Regions from separate parts of the Gossypium hirsutum genome. Here region 2 is linked to region 1. A link is a contact called in public Hi-C data. All regions are on one chromosome and are shown on one strand. Each heading gives the region's core, a stretch centred on a gene start, on an enhancer-like site or on the middle of the called end of the contact. The rest is flanking DNA. Distances are from core to core; before and after follow the strand shown.

What was found. Hi-C and Micro-C count contacts between places; a contact is called where the count stands out from the background.
Region 2: a contact with region 1 is called in a Hi-C map of leaf, with 3 times the contacts expected there. The contact joins the promoter of LOC107909990 here to the enhancer-like site in region 1. A contact is called at or near these places in 5 of 34 Hi-C or Micro-C datasets (callus, leaf and seedling).

What each region holds. Positions count from the first base shown.
Region 1 is chrA07:27,010,595-27,013,494 of Gossypium_hirsutum_v2.1, forward strand. No RefSeq gene overlaps it. Among protein-coding and RNA genes, the nearest start is that of LOC107953044, 20 kb to the right of the region's middle. Within about 2 kb of position 1,452, at least 6 of the 9 cell types and tissues checked have an H3K27ac peak or open chromatin away from gene starts, as enhancers often do. A contact at or near this core is called in leaf, where this site is marked.
Region 2 is chrA07:27,247,076-27,249,975 of Gossypium_hirsutum_v2.1, forward strand. LOC107909990 reads right to left here and starts at 1,355. Exons shown (of 1, transcript XM_016837719.2): 1 at 530-1,355. The coding sequence starts at 1,193. The coding sequence ends at 747.

The DNA of each region.
Region 1 (2,900 bases), core at 202-2,701:
AGGAGTGAAACTCCTTAAAATTTTTGCAACAATCATTTGATCATTAATATTCTCCCTATAAGACTGCATTTTGTTGACAATTTCAGCAACTCTGGATAAAAAATCCTACACCGACTCTCCACATTTCATCTGCAAGGTTTCAAAATCTCGACGAAATGATTGAAGTTTTATAATGATTACCTTAGAGGATCTTTAAAATGCTGTCTACAAGATCCCCCAAGCTTCTGTCGCTATATTTGCTGCAGTAATTTTCAAAAAAGTGGTCTCATGAACAGCTTGTTGGATAAAGAATAATGCCTTTGAGTCCTTCTTCTTATTTTCTCTTAATCTTGCCTCTTCATCTGGTTTGGTATAGTCATTCTCAATTAAGTCCCAAAGATCCTGAGACTTGAACAAGGTTTTCATCTTGATGTTCTAAAACTCATAGTTTTCTCCATTAAAGACTGGAATCGACAGTTGAGACACATTCACGACATTGTCGTTAGTCGCCATTAGTTGCGCACCCAACTAAAAATGAACCTGGCTCGGATACCAAAAATGTAAGAAAAAAATAATCACAGAAGACTATTGTCAAACAACTTGTATGCAAGGAAAATACTAAACTAGAAAATTTAAGAAGAAAGAAAAGCTGAACTCAAAATGACTGAAGTTATTGTATTATTCACACCCAAAATGAAATAAACGCAGGCCTATAAATAGTCTTTACACCACAACAAACTAACGTGAAAAATGTGCAACACTATTGCACAAACGTAACAAAAAATCAAAGAAATAAGAAAATAACAAACTAAGCACAGCACAACCAAATCTAAATTTAGAAAAACTAACTTTGAATCATTCTCCAACACATGGCACAAATCTTTTTTTGTCATAGTCTAATGGTAATTATGAAAACCTAACCAAAATGAGGACTTAGTTAAGTGTATATCCTCCATCCTAATAGAATTCCAATAACTAAACCAATAAACTATGGCCATAACTAAATTCAAAGTAGCCATATTATCAAATTTCACCGTAAAAGATTGTAACCAATATCAATAATGTCAAACTCTTGGTTGGTATTTCATAGACCTTGAAAATGCAAGATAAAAGCAAATAGTTTATAGAATCTATTTGTCCACACGAAAAAAATTAATGATGAATGATCTTCGGAACAATCTTTCAACCTTAATAACCTCCTTGTTGAAGGGGAAATAAGAAAACGAGGTGGAAGACAATGGTTGACAAGGTAATGAGAGGCTGCGAGTCGCTAGAAAAGGAGGAGAAAAGTGTATAGAGCATTAGAAGTAGATAATTAGAGAAAAAGATCCTTCCTAAGGTCAAAAATGGTTAATAGACGAGAATGACCATTCTCGGTGTTAGATCTTGAGACGTAGCCTTTACCTATCTGTCATGGTTGGGTACACTTAATCAACATGGTAACCTGCTAGATAGATGGTGATGTGAATAATGTATATAATATGTCATGGGCTGGTATAACAATAATAAAGCAAACACCCATAGTTAATATTTCTCTTGCAAGACCATGGGCTCAATCACTTTCTTGTGTGGCCCAACTCCATTCCAAAATATACAAATAGTATTTAGTATTATAACATAAAAACTTGCACTATTTTCGGGGAAAAATTGTCACTAAAGTTAGTTTTGATTCACATAAAAGTTTTTACAAAAAATATTTTCAGTCTTTTTTATGTTTGTTTCATATAAAATATGATGGTTAACATAAAATTACCCTATTATTTTCGTAAAATGTCTTACCAAAATTTTTTTGGTAAGACATTTTCTAAACTGATAAGACTTTGTTTACCAAAATGTCTTCAGACATTTTCCAATTGACTTTAGCTACAGATTAACATAAAATATATAACACTATCAATAATCAACCAATTCACATTCAATTATCAATTTATACAAATTTTGTAATTTACTCAATTTTGTCCCTAAAATCGAGACTAACATAACTTTCCATTTAAAGCTTCAAATTGAATTACGATTTCACTATTATACATTAGGGACCTCCTATTTCTTATTTTTACAGTCTATTTTATATTTTATTCAGTTTAGTCTCTAATGTACGAAACTATCAATGAAGCTTTACAATCTAGTCATTTCTCACATCTAAGCTTAAAATCTATCAATTTAACACCTAAAACTTCAAGAAATCAACAATGGCAACTTTCTAAAACTTTAACAATTTTACAAATTAGGACATGAGTTAGCTAAATCAAGCTCTCATGACCTCAGATCTATAAGAATTACAAGAAAATAACCAATGACTTACTTGAATTTTGAAGTTAAAAGCTTGGAGCCCTAAGAATGGCGTCCCCCTATTTGTCTTCATGTTTTACGATTTTACCATAGATTTGAGCCCCTGTATTCTACTAATTGAATAGTAATAAATTAGCTTTTATTTGATATTTATTCTACTATTTTTTAAAGCTAATTTATTATTCAAACAAATATTATAGTCATCATGTGGTATACTACTAATAATGCACTTGGGTAATATTATTAATTTAATGTTTTGTAGTACTAATTGTGGTTTGAAAGCTAATTTATTATTCAATCTTTTTTTTTATTACACAAATTAGGAATCATCTATTCAGTTTGGTTGTTTTCAATTTATGACTGTTAATATTCTAGCTTAATAATTGAGTAATATTATATATTTAATTTGATGTATTTAATTATAAATAAATCATTGCCATATATACAAAATAATGTAAAACAAATTTATAAATATAAAACAAACTTAATTAAACAATGAAGAGATAAGAAAATCTCAAATGTATGTCTGTTTCATTGAAAACAATTTTTATGAACTATTTTTTAGGAAATCTATCAAACAACAGAAAATATTTTACACAGATTCATACAAAGACAAGAAAATATTAGTTTTT
Region 2 (2,900 bases), core at 105-2,604, 240 kb after region 1:
AAAGCTAACACTAATCACATGAACCAATGCCTAGCTCGCACAATGAGCCAAAGAAAGGGGTCAATTATGCATATATAGCTCGCACAAACCCAGTATATATGCGTAGCTTTCATAGCTCACATATATGGCTTGCCACACCATGGAGCCAATATTTATATATGGATTAGAGAATGGCAAGTAGGTATGCCATAAACGAGGAGGAAAAGAAAATAAACGAGAGTGATCTTAACTTTAGGAAAGGATTTCATGTTTTCATCTGATTTTGGAGATTAATTCTGTTGATACACAAAATGAGAGACGGTGGTTATAGGTGGTCCACCCGACTGATTAGCCACTGGTTAGTCGGTCGGAGTGACCAAATATAGAGGAAGAGTAAAGAGAGAATAAGAAAGAAGAATCTATGTCCCATGTTGTTGGGGGAGAAGGAGCTGATGAAATTTATCTGGTTGCCCTTAGACTGGTGCTCCCATCATCTAGGGTAGGGTAGCTGTAAAGGAGACGACGTCTCCGTATGTCCTAATGAGATTTATTTGTGGATATCAGTATTGTATTACTTTCATAACCAAAATTGAGAGGCTACAAGGATTTAAAGAAAAACAGTAATTACATGAAAGAACTGGTCCTAGATTTCTTCTACCACAAAATTACAGGTTCAAGTATATTAAAAATCTCCCAACTTTTGAACAATGAATTTGGGAAATCTGATGAAGGAAGCCTAACCCAACAAAGAGCACGAGCATGGCTTCTCAAAGCACTTCAGAAATTGGTTCCAAAACAGGAGCCCAGGGCCTGTAATTCCCTTGCCGGCACCCAGGGACAGCCAAAACAGGATCTACTTGCCTCTCTTCCTCTCTCAACTCAGGCAAAACCTTAGCACCACTTTTTGCCCTTTTCTTTCCGCTACAAGCAGCTTCTATGATCGCCACATCCACATCCGTAACTTTGCGGTTCACCCTTTGTATAGGAACCAAAACGTAAGCTTTAGCCGCCAGCAGTTCATCCTCAGCTCGCATAGGGACGACGCGGCGAGTTAGTTTCAGCTCTTCCACGGAAGAGATGACGTGACCAGGTTCGTCGAGCATGAGCTCTGCTGCCTTCACAGGGAGCTTCACTTTCCTTAGCTTCCCTTGAGCATCGATTACTTTGGCCATGTCCGAAACCTGGATAAAACAGCTAGATGTGCAGTTCCCCATGTTCAAGTTGAAATTGTTTGGCTTTGTTTAACTGAAGAAGAATATGTAAAAGAATCAAAGTGGTATTTGGTAAAGGGTATGGAATATGAGAGTTGTGAGTAGTGAGTGGAGAGTGATTTGGTATATATAGGAAGAGACGGAAGCAGAGTCAAAGTGCCCACAAAAAGAATCAGTGGTAAAACTATAGGAGAAAGACGACACGTAAGGGGAAATGAACAAAGTGGAGAAGACGCTGCTAGCTAGTTGTAGAGAGCGCAGCCAATTGCAGCGTGTTTAATACGTGCAGCGTTTACCTATTGGAACGTGGGAGCCTTTGACTTTGAAACTAGCCTTTGTTTTGTGGTTCAGCCTTGCTGTCTTTGGGAGTAATTCAACTATGACTTGGTATCTTACGTTGTTTGAATCACCGAACTTTGATACTATTACTCTTAACAACGAATAATAGGAGAGAATAATAAATATTTTTTTTCCTTTTTTCTTCTTTAAAAGATTTAAATTTAACTAAAATTATTAAAAATAAGAAACAAAAATGTTATTTATCATTCTATTATTAAAAATAAATAAAAATAAGGTAGAATCATAAAATAACTTGTTATAAATTCCTTTAAGTTCAAAAGAAGTTTTAATGAAATTTTCTATTCATTTTCTCTTACTTGAAAATTAAATAAAAATTATACTTATTTTTTATTTTTAAATTTTTAATATTAAATTTTTTTTTGTAAACTTCTAAAACTCTTTCACATGTTAGTGGTGTTTTAAGGAGGTATATAAATATTTTTTAAAATTTTTAATTTTTAATTTTTTTAGCATTTAAAATTATTTTTAAAAAACCTCTCACATTTCAGTGGTTTTTTAAGGAGGCATATAAATATTTTTTATTTTATTTTATGTTATTTTATTTACCATATAAAATTATTTTTGAAAATCTCTAAAGCTGTGCCACGTGTTAATGGTCTTTTAATGAGATATATAAATATTTTTTTATATTTTTTATTTTAAATTTATTTTTTGAAAATCTCTAACGGTCGCCGTATGTTAGTGGCTTTAGAGGCTGAATCCCTTACAAACTAAACAAGCTTAACTTTTTAAGCTTGTACTTTTGTTATAGGATTAAACTATAAATTGATATTTAAATTATACTATATTTTAATATTGGTAGTTAAAATTTTTTTGTCACAAGTGATACTTAAATTACATTTTTTTTTTAAATTGGAGTCAAACTGTTAAGTATATTTCAAAAGAGGATTAACCTGCAATTTGGTATTTAAACTATACAATTGTCCCATTTTGGTACAAACATTTTTTTTGTTGGTCACAAAGTCCTTTTTTTTTAGTTGAGTCATTAGTTGAACAATTATATCTATTTAAAAAAAACTAATTAAAAATTGACATGTGCAAAAAAAAGATAAAAAAGTATTATTTTTTCTTATATATATATATATATTCTTTTTTTCATTCTTTTGAATTAGGTCGGTGGTTGAATTAGTCAAGCCACCAGTTCTTAAAATTCATCTGGTTCAATCAAATAAATTATTAAAAATTCATAAAAATAAAAAATTCAAAATAGAGAAAAATTAGTTTAATTGGATTTTTTTATCTTTACTCAAATATTGGTCTGTATTGGTTCACAGGTTAATCGGTTCAACCCATATCTTTGTACTAATACCATAACCGATTTCAGGTTTAGTTCTGCAAACACTGATTTAG